Linked DNA regions of Mus musculus: region 2 is linked to region 1. The links are chromatin contacts, called in public promoter capture Hi-C maps. All regions are on one chromosome and are shown on one strand. The core of a region is the stretch at or near the end of the contact, and the rest is flanking DNA. Distances in the headings are between cores, read along the strand shown.

What was found. Capture Hi-C pulls out chosen DNA fragments and counts their contacts.
Region 2: a promoter capture Hi-C map of pancreatic islet shows a contact between it and region 1. The contact joins two enhancer-like sites. A contact is called at or near these places in 1 of 39 promoter capture datasets (hippocampal neurons), 1 of 484 Hi-C or Micro-C datasets (embryonic fibroblasts), 1 of 115 datasets of contacts at active chromatin or transcription factors (bone marrow-derived macrophages) and 2 of 9 other capture datasets (adipose tissue and pancreatic islet).

Annotation. Positions count from the first base shown.
Region 1 is chr2:118,405,256-118,410,649 of GRCm38.p6, reverse strand. It overlaps Eif2ak4 (eukaryotic translation initiation factor 2 alpha kinase 4), which reads right to left. Exons shown (of 39, transcript NM_013719.3): 4 at 2,146-2,298. Among named protein-coding and RNA genes, the nearest start is that of Eif2ak4, 19 kb to the right of the region's middle. Within about 2 kb of position 2,044, at least 26 of the 459 cell types and tissues checked have an H3K27ac peak or open chromatin away from gene starts, as enhancers often do. A contact at or near this core is called in embryonic fibroblasts and pancreatic islet, where this site is marked.
Region 2 is chr2:118,538,987-118,544,380 of GRCm38.p6, reverse strand. The region is part of intron 4 of Bmf (BCL2 modifying factor); the gene reads left to right. Among named protein-coding and RNA genes, the nearest start is that of Bmf, 8.0 kb to the left of the region's middle. Within about 2 kb of position 3,345, at least 251 of the 459 cell types and tissues checked have an H3K27ac peak or open chromatin away from gene starts, as enhancers often do. A contact at or near this core is called in embryonic fibroblasts and pancreatic islet, where this site is marked.

The DNA of each region.
Region 1 (5,394 bases), core at 795-3,294:
GCCCATGTGCAGAGGCTGGGTGCAGGGGCTGTTGTCTTCCATGAACTTATACAGGTGTGGTGGAGTTGGACGTTCTCAGAGCCTGGGCCTAGGGTGGCAAAGGCCCAGGTATCACATCAGCCCACCATGACCTTAATATGCCTTCTCACATCATCCTTTTGAGTATTAAGTTATTTTGATCTTCGTCAATTGTTCTTAGTTCCCTACAACTGTAAATTTTATCAAGAGTATTAAGTCATCAGAAATGTAAATAGCAATAAAATGCAAAAAAACATAATCTAAATTTACAGGTAGTTACAGCAGTATACCAAAAAAGACTGTGAGTTAAAGGCCCACTAACATCTAATACTGAGCAACTATGCACTCTAACTGGGGACTTGACATGGTTTAATAGGAGCCAAGCAATATGGGTAAGATCCATCTCAATGGAATATGAGGGATGGAGAATGTTTGCCCTGTCAAGAACAACAACATGCTATAGAAAACACACAGAGGATGTTAGTATAGCATAGGGTGGACAAAATGAGGCAGAAACAAGAACCAGACGTAAGCACCTAAAAGCAGGAAGGGGCTATTTGGAAAGAGGAAAGGTGCCAGAGGATGGAGAAGGAGAGGGACGAGAAAGGATAGCAGCATGGTGAATGTGATCAAAGTATGTCATGTGTATGCATAAAATGCCACTAGGAGACATATTACCATTAAAGAAAGTGGGAGAAAATCCAAGTCTTGAAGTATGAGTAGTAATATCTATAGCAAGAAAGAAAACCAGACTTTCATACCAAGAAATAAACATAAACCCAGTCCTAGATGGGAGTTTAGTATGGATAAGATACCAATTCTTCCCCAAAGAATATGCAAATTTGCTCTAATCAGTCAAAAATCTCAGGAGGCTTATCCGTTTTGTAGAATCTGAAGGGACAATTCCATAGTTCACCTGTGACACTTGGTACATGGCACATGTCTGTGATACCCACACTGGGATACACAGTAAGACCCTGCCTCGGGAAAAAGAACCAAGGTAAGAGAGGGAGAGGAGAGGAAGCTGGGGAAGAAAATGAAGAGCAACAGAATGGAAGAAAAAATAATGGAAGATGAGGGGGCGGGGAAGGGTAGGTTGGCCTGTGAAATATTAAAAACATGCAAAGATTAAAAAAAATCAGAGCATGTGAATACTCAAGAAAATGAACTTAAATTTCCCCATAGATTCTAGCATAGGTAAGCAATTAAGACACACTTCAAAACAGTGGTTCTCAACTTGGGTGTGCAAATCAGATATCCACATCATGATTCATAACAGCTGCAAAATTACAGTTATAAAACAGCAACAAAATTTAATGATGGGGGGTCACCAAAATATGAGGAATGTATTGAAGGGTTGTAGCATTAGGAAACTTGAGAACTACTGTTTTAGAGGAATCCTACAGATCACTGAATGAGGAATGGCTGTGGAATGTGTTAGGGAAACACCTCTTTCTTTTCTTTCTTTCTTTCTTTCTTTCTTTCTTTCTTTCTTCCTTCCTTCCTTCCTTCCTTCCTTCCTTCCTTCCTTCCTTCCTTCCTTCCTTCCTTCCTTCCTTTCTTTCTTTCTTTCTTTCTTTCTTTCTTTCTTTCTTTCTTTTTTAACCTGCACCCACATAAGTACTTACTAAGTTGATCAAGGGGCTAAAAAGAAAACAATTTTAAGTTAAAAATCAAGAAGGAAACCCAGGGTATAAAACATCTTAAAGGATTTTTAAAAGTCAGGAAGCAGTTCCTGCTCAGGAGAAGTTAACAGAAGAATAGAGCTGTTTAGTGACCATGAAAGTAAGTTTAACTCCTGGCTCTTCTACCCACTGGGCATCAGCCACATCTGTCAGTCAGGAGGAAAAAGCCTCCAGATTCAGTGAACTCCTGTACAGGTTGGCAGGCTTAGCGACACAGGAAGTCCAGTCATATGAGCCACTTAGAGAAGGGCTCCAAGCCAGTGATGGCTGCAGGGAGAGAGCTGGGTAGTGTTGCTCAGTGACTTGTAGTGATTTCTCTCACATGAATGCACATTTCCTGAATGAAGTGATGAGTAAGACTCACAGACATACTCATAGTGAGAGTGGGAATAGACACATGGAGGCCTCCAGGCTGGGGCCAGCACTAACAGCTGGTTCTCACCTCCTGCTCCTCCTTCCGCCTGGCCTCCAGCAACCTCTGCTGCTTCTCCTGAGCCTGCCTTTCCAGCATTTCTTCATGGAAAGACTTTGGTGGGGGCTTGTTATGCTCGCTGAGAAACGACTGCACATGGTGTGCCAGTTCAAATATCATCACCTACACATGTAAACAAAACAACCACAAATGATCAGTTGATGGCAAGGGGCAGGGCCTGGAGAGGGACTGCCACCCGGCAACACGATGAGCAGGCAGCCAGACTCACCTGCCGTGCCAGCATTTTGTCACTTTGCTCTGACATCTTTGGAATTAGGTATATGACACAGTCACAGTAGAAAAAGCGCTTAGAGGGCTCACTGAGTCTGTGATCAAGATACATCGCTGCTGAGATAAATAAAAAGTGTCTCTTCTTGTGTATGTGTGTATGTGTGTGTGGGTAAGATCTACTCAAATATACTGTCATTTTCCTAACATCTAATCATCTGTATAAATAAAGCTGAAAACTATGTACAACTGTAGAAAGGGAGTGGCTACCTTGCCAAGTAGAGAGCCTGTTTACTTGACGGTTGGACAGAACGGTCCCATGAGCATCAATCAGTGCTGTCACTTGTCCAGATAGCACACTGATCAGAGGCCCAGAAGCAAGTCTATAGACCTCTCCTTCCCTCCCTTCTGGCAATGAACAAGCAAGAGGCTGGTCAATATGTAAGGAATCAGCCAGACAGAGCCAGGAAGGGAAGGCAACCTCAAACATCCATAGGGGAACAGAGAAAGTCACCTTTCTAGCCTCTGGGCTAAGCCAGAAGCCACAGTAGGGTGGCAATCAATAGTTCAGGGGTTCTGAGACCACACTGACTGGCATCCAGCCCAGGGTACCATAGCCAAGCTGCTTCTGTCAGTGAAGAATGTGGACCGAGGCGCTTTCCCCCACAGTTACCAGAGAGCATTTAAACATCTTACTCTTTCATGCTGCTTCTAAGGGGCCTGAGCATTGATGACGCTTTCCTCGAGAAGCTGTGAGTCTGTTCACAGTTGGCCTTCCCAGAAGTATGTGCTAAGAAAGTGCAGCCTTCGCTCGGTAGAGGTGATATACTTTTTTATTATACCAGAAGCGGTGGTGTTTACTAAATATATCTTGACCTAGGGTTGAGTAATGTCAGTCTAGAGGCTAAGCAAGGGCTAAAATAACATTGGGTAAAGCAAGATGTTCCCACCACTCCCAGAGACCATTTCTAAACCAGAACCAGGCAAGACCACAACTGTCAAGGTTTTGTTCTCATTGATTTAACTTATTAGCACTTTCTGAGCAAGTGAAGTCTGATACAATTTGTAGGACTGCATAAAAGCAAGCATATTCCAAAGTGAGTCTTCCTGAGTGCTTCTCTCCTGTCCATCCAGGGCTGGCCTCAGATGCTGCTCAAGGGCTTCTCCTGCCCTCTTTCCACTCTGGACACCTCATCATGATTCTCCAGAGCATTAGTCTCCAGTCGGCCATGGTTTTAGACAATGCTTTGTCTGTGCCCCTCATGGAGGCCAAATTGTCTGAACACCATAGTTCCCCAGCATAAGATGTTCAGTAAATAACTTCTGACTGACTCAGGGAGGAACCCAGGAGTTTGATTTTATCAGTTAAAAAAAAAAAAAGAATCTTTGGTACACTTTGGATCACTTTCCACGACTAATAAAGGCCTGCTAACACACAGCCAGATGTGTAGTGCACTCCCTGACTAATCCTCAGGAGGCAGAGACAGGCAGAGACAGGCAGATGTCTGTGAGGCCAGCCTGGTTTCTATGTGAGCTCCAGGGCTACATAGTGAGACTCTGTCTCAAAAACAAACAAACAAACAAACAAACAACCCTCCACTCCCCAACCCCCACCAAAAAAACCCAACCAACCAACCAAGATCTACTAATGTAGATCAAAAGTCACTCAGAGGAGTGTTGAGCATGTGGGCACACACCTCTGATTTGGGCCACCAGAGCCATCTAGTGAGACTCTGTCCCCCAGCACCCCTCATCCCCCAAAACATCACTGGGGCAAAGGTGAATGTTCCTAATCATTGCTTTTGGTGCTCCTCCGTGTAGAGAATGAAGCCTCGGTACTTTAACAGGCGGCCTTCAGGGAAGACCCTACCACAGCCAGTCCCTAAGCTTATGCTAACGTTTCATTACACTCCATTTTACTTGAAAACATAAATGAATTCTTTAGAATTGTATTTTTAACTGCCAGGACTTCAGAGCTATGAAGACAAACTTTTGATAAACAGGCTGGACCTGCACAGCACAGTCCCACACTTTATGCCCCTCCAACCCCTTCCCATGAGGATGGCTCCCGTAAGCTTTTTTTCCTCCAGTTTTTGGGGCAGACTCCCACAGCACTCTGTCCACTACTGAGACATGCAGAAATGCTGCCTGGCAACCGTGACTGACAGGCATCGCTGCCCCCACTTCCAAGGCTTTCCAACTTGAAACCATTCCCACTGAATAAATTTGCCATTCCTTGCTCTCCCAGCCCCAGCAGCTACCATTCTCCTCTCTGTCCTGTGAGTTTGACTATCTGGAATAGTCATGGAGTACCTGTCTTACTACAGCCAGCTCATTTCACTTATTCCAACTTCTTTAAGGTTGCACTACGTTGTGGTGAATGTCAGAATTCCCTTCCTATGTAAGGCTGGACAACACTACATTGCACTTTGACCTCCTGGCCTAACTACCTGTGGCTGACAGCTGAGATACTGGGTGGAGCAGACGCTGTAGCTCCCTGGCTGGTGCGCGATCACAAAGGGAAGCAGCCATGTGACTAGGCTGTGCTACTCTGTAGGATGAGTACACCCTTTTTACTCAGGACAGGTTTATCACTCTAGCTTGAAGAACATGTGTGGGAGTATTTATAGCAACTTTATTTATAATAACTAAAAACTGGAAAACTCAATGTATTTCATCTTGTAAATGGCTAAAGGAACATCAAGGTGGAATACTATTCAGTTATGAAATGTAACAATTATTGTTATATTTAACCACTTGGGAAACTCTTCAGAGAACCTGAAAAAATTACCAACCTCTCCTAAGGTTGTATACTGTATGAAAGATCTTCAAATGAGATTATAGAAATGGAGGATGGACTAGTGGTTGCCAGGTATGAAGGAGAGAGTAAGGGAACTGGGAAGAGGCCAAGAAGGACATAGCGTTGAGATCTTTATGGGGATGGAGTTACCCACCACCTTGACCCCAAGCATCACTGTCAGGATGGAGGCT
Region 2 (5,394 bases), core at 2,096-4,595, 130 kb before region 1:
CTGGGCCCCCAGGTGCTTAACCCTTCCCAGGCAGGCTGGCTTTCTGAATGGCTGCCAAGGCAGGGGCGGGGCCTGGGGCTGGATCCTTGCTGGTACAGATGCTACCTAGCAAAGCCACAAGACAGGGGAATGAACACAATCTCTACCTGTGGGACTGTGTTCTTATCCTTGCAGCGTGTGTGTGTGTGTGTGTGTGTGTGTGTGTGTCTGTGTGTGTCTGTGTGTGTCTGTGTGTGTGTCTGTGTTTAGATCACAGGAACAAGTAACTGTCAGGGCTGGGCATAAACCGCAGATTAGATAGGCAATTTTAGATAATTCAGATAACCAGAATAGTTACTGGTAATAGTAACTTTGACTTGAGAGACACACCATTGCGGACAGGAGAGGGTGGAGCTGACCCTGAGTTTTCTGAAAACAGGCCACAGGGTGTTATAGGCTTCCTATGCTCTCTGAGAGGGACTGGGGTGCCACAGCTATTTCTGATGGGTTTTCCTAGTCCTTAAGTGATTTGGAGAGAGGTTAGCTCTGTGCTTGGTTATAAGGCTGCCTGGCTAATTGCTGTGGCCCAGCCACGGTCCCCATTCCTTCTATGATTATATTGTCCAATCTTGGCTTAGCGAGTCCCTCCCAGTCCATGTTTGGACACTTTCTGATTCTTTCCTGCACATTTAATCCACCTTGGTCGTATTCCATGGCTCAGCCCAGCTCACTCATGGTGTCTGGTCCTGACACTGACGAGGATGGGGCGACACAGTGGCCATAGTCTCTGCCTCATCTAGAGCACGTCTGGAGGCTTTCTTTCTTCACTCACAATCATCTGGCCTCTGTTAACAGCTGTTTCCCAGGATAGCCCCCTGTCCGTTAGTGAGCTCTGGCATGCTGGAGACCAGGCTAGAGGCCTCCTCACAGCTGGTTCAGGAGAAGACCCTGTCCTGAGGTCTCCCTACTCTTCACTGACTGACAAATTAATTCTCCTAGTTAGGGCTGCTTCTTTGAGGGCACAGGTCAGTTCTAGATATGGTGCTATTGTCTCATCCAGAGTGCCCCCAAGAGGTGGGAAGGAGAATTGCATGAGAGTATGACTGTTGGCTGCCCTTTTGTCCTTGTAATAGACCTCAGTTGTTGTTATTTTCTCCTTTTCCTGCCCAGTGAGATGTGGGACATTACAATGATGTAGAAAGGCATGCTGGCATATTGAGTGTATCAGTCCTGGCCCTAGGCCAGCAGGTGTCTAACTGCCCTGGGTGTTAGTTTATGTTGGCCATATTCCTTGTGCCTACCTCTAGGCCATTTGTTTTTCTCATATATTTCCTGAGGAGTGTGGTTAAGTGGAAGACTTAATCTGGCTCCCTAGGTTGCTGGTTTAGAGTGGCTCCCCTAGAGTCACAGACAAGAATTTATAGGCAGAAATCAGTCAGGCGCTGACCACTGCTAGTTCCTCCGGCATCTAAAGCAGGGGGTGATGTGAATGGAGGTAAAAAGTTCTCTCCCTCCTCCTCTCTCTCCTTCCCTCCGCCCCTCCCTTCTTCCCTCTCTCCTCCCACTCCTCCCTTCCCTCCCTCCTCTCCTTCTTTCCTTCCTTCCTTCCCTTTGCGGGGAGGAGGGGTAGGTACAACAGGGTCTTGCTATATAACTCAAACTGGATTCAGCCTTCCTGAGTTCTGGGATTACAGGCCTGCACCACCGTGTCCCGTTTAAGGGAAAACCTTTTCAAGCTTGCATGTGTATCCACCTCTCTGCAGGGCCAGGGAGAGGCTCTGTCCTTCCTCTCGGCTGGCAGGCTACATACAGCAGGGATGTCTGATACCTCAGTGACATTGACCTTCCGATGACAGTGATGGGTTCTGAGAGAGTGACCCCTTCCGTTTCTCTGCTGAGGAGGGAGGATCAGATTCCTGACAAACTCACAGCTGCCCTGGTCAGGATGTCTGAGCCTCTGTGCCTCTCTGTTCTCTGTGAGTGGTCCCTCCAGCCAGTGCAGGCCTAGGGAGAGTCAGAAACTTGTTTCCTTCCCTATGGAAAAGTCCACTGTGGCCAAGTCTGATGGGATATTTTCAGACTGTAGCTGCTGTGGGCCACTGAGTAAGTGAGCAAGAGGGTTAGAGTTCTTTATGTTGCACTTTTTTTTTCCTCCTCACTTGGAATGGAGACCAAGAATGTCTCCATTCATAAAAACAGATTTAGAAATTCTCTAAATAGTAATTAGACATTTTGGAAATGAGAGGACATGTTCCGCTCTTTGTTTGAAACCATCTTCATTTATACTATCAAAGGGAGGATGGTGGACTTTCAAACAGCAGATCTGGGAAGAATGTCTTCCCTGCCACTTACACAAGCTCTGTTTGTGGGCAAATCATTGTACGCATCCAGCCTCAGGTTCCAGTGCTAACCTGGCAGGCAAGCTGGAAAGGCCTTTGGGAATTGTAATACAGAGCACTATTGGCCTGGGCTTGTAGCTCAGGTCGGAATTAGACACTTGCCTAGCATTCTGGAGACCCTGGCTTTGATGCCCAGAACTGCAAAAAACAAAACCGAGACTGCAGTAGCTTGGAGCTTTGAACACATGCAAGGAAGGAAGGATGCAAGTTCAAGGACCACCTGGGCAACTTAATAAGACTGTCTCAAAAAGTAAGCAAGGATGTATAGATCAGTGGTAGGAAGTTTGCCTAGTGTGTACACACATACTCGATGAATTAGGGATTTTGCCTGGACTTGACTTGATAATTCCTGGGGAGCTCTTTTGGAAGTTGTATCCAGATTGGTTCATCACCTAGCAGCCTTTCTTTCTTTTTTTTTTTAATTTTGCTTTTTGGTTTTGTTTGTTTGTTTTTTTGTTTTTGGTTTTTTTTTTTTGAGACAGGGTTTCTCTGTCTAGCCCTGGCTGTCCTGGAACTCACTTTGTAGACCAGGCTGGCCTTGAACTCAGAAATCCGCCTGCCTCTGCCTCCCGAGTGCTAGGATTAAAGGCGTGCGCCACCACGCCCGGCTTTTAGCAGCCTTTCTACCCAACATCCTACATTTTTTATTCTGGGAGTCCCTGACTGCTTCCTGACCAACAAAACTACTCCAAGTTGGTCAGTAGTTTTCTGGAGCAGAGACCATGGCTGATGAGGCCACTCTGGCTCTAGAGAGAACAGCCTGGTGCAGGGACCCCAGAGGTTTGTCCTCCAGTGAGAGGTGCCCCCCCCTGGGAAGCCATCTTCTGTCCCAGGAGTAGGAGGCCTATGCAGGACAATGCTGGGGGAGAAGGGGGCCTGGGGGAGGGGTCTCTGGAAGCTCAGGGTTCGTGAGAGTCTGTGCTGGGGCTTGGGGGCCCTGTGTTTGCTCTGTGGCTGGCTCTGTTTATATCACTCGCTATATTTAGCTTCTGAGTCATCAGTGCGGCAGACTGGAGGCCGAGTTCCCCACACACTCTGCACCTGATTGCTCTTTCTTCCAAGAGAAGGCCTTCTAGTTCCAGGCAGTTCATTCCTCTCTGCCCACCAAGACAGGCCATGGGGATGGGAGTTAGCGTTAGTGTGTTTTCAGGGTTGGGGGAGGTGGGAAGACGGGATTGGAGGAAGCACAAAGAAAGAATAAAGAAAAGTGGCTGGTTTGCCTTTTGATCCATGCCTGGCAAGCCAAGAGGGCACATTCCATGACCAAAGCAAGAACAGTCTCCTGTGTGCTGAGAGAAGGGTTCCAACCTTTATCATTGCCCAGTCTACCCTGTCCTGGCCAGCAGACTGACCCCACAGAGAAAAAAACAGTCAGCTGCCAAGGCCCCAAGTTGCGAGTGAGTCTGGGGGTTCATTCTCCATAGCAGTATAGTCTTGCAACAGGCCCACCCCTCCTGCTCTCCTCCCTCTCTCCCTCCCTCCTCATTAACTGAGACACTTCCCTCCAGAGCTCTTCAGAACTTGCCCAGTGGTCTTCCCGTAGCTGCTCTGAGACAGGGAAACTGAAACACCCTGAGGGAGTTGGGTAAGGTGTCAGGGGTTTCTACTTCCTGGTTATGGAGGCAGTGTTCCAAGGCACTGTCTCCTGCCTTGCCACTTGTCCCCCAGTGGCCAGATCCAGTGACTTCCAGTTGTGTCAGGAAGCCCTGTCACCTCCAGCCAAAAAGTGGCAGTTCTAGGCTGTCCTTCCTTCCTTGGAGAAGTGACGGCCTTTGCTTTGGCAGCGCTCGGATCCTGTTAGTACTGTTGCCTGTGCTGAGAAAACCCTTGGAAAGTATTCTTTTCCTTTTTCCTTTTGCTATGTTGCTAATCATGGAGTGTCTGGGCAGCGGCTCACTGGGTCCCTGGATGACCCTCTGGGTGTCAGACCCCAAGTTAGTTTGAAAGCCTTGAAACCTGAGCTCAGCTGCCTCTGACTACTGGGACCAGTCTCAAAATAGGAAGGCTGGTCCGTCCCAAAGACTGCATAAGTCCGTGCGGGAGGTGGTGCTTGCTGGGGGCAGGGGCAGGCTTGAGAGCAGAATGTGTCTGCTGCTTACTGCTGCCACGAGGCCCAGGGACAAATGTATAGTTCCTCACGTAATGAGCCGAGTGGCCTTGAATGTCCAGTCCCATTGTTCCTATTCCATAGAAAACAGGCTCACAGAGGCAAAGCAGCATGCCCAAGTTACTCTGTAAGTGGTGAACTCAGGGCTGTGAGGACTCTGATTCTAAAACAATGACATTTCTACCTCCCCATCTCTTAAGATTTTTTTTTTTTTTTTTTTGGTTTTTCGAGACAGGGTTTCTCTGTGTACCCCTGGCTGTCCTGGAACTCACTTTGTAGACCAGGCTGGCCTTGAACTCAGAAATCCGCCTGCCTCTGTCTCCCGAGTGCTGGGATTAAAGGCGTGTGCCACCACACCCAGCTACCTCCCCATCTCTGTTTGTGCGCAAACACACGCCCAAAGGCAAGGATATGATGATGGAGCTGTCATTTTCCGCCTTAACCAATCTGACTGATACTTAATCCTGGTCTCTTAATTTCTTCTTTGTTAGATTGTGAAATCGCTGAGAAGGAGGTTATATCTTAACAGCCTTTGTGTCCTGTAACTCTGAGCTGCCTGCGCTCCGTAGCTCCTCAGTGGCTTCAGCAAAAAGCATCTTCCCAAGCTCCGGAGAGTGGAAATTTCCTAAGGTTGCGTTATCACTGTCCCTGCTCTCAGCCACAGGCTCTTTCCTTCAGCCTTGGCCTGGGTAGTTTGACAGTGTGACGGGAGACTGCGAGGGGCAGTGTGCAGATCCCTCTGAGGCAATTCTGTAGACCGTGCAATTCTGTATTTTGAAGTAAATGAAGTGGTTTCAAACCATGCTCTGAGGTTCTAATTTCAGACCAGTCTTTAGTTCTACTTGATCTTTCATTAACTCTTTCTCTAAAAGGTTTCTTTCTTTCTTTTTTTTTTTTTTTTGTGGTCCA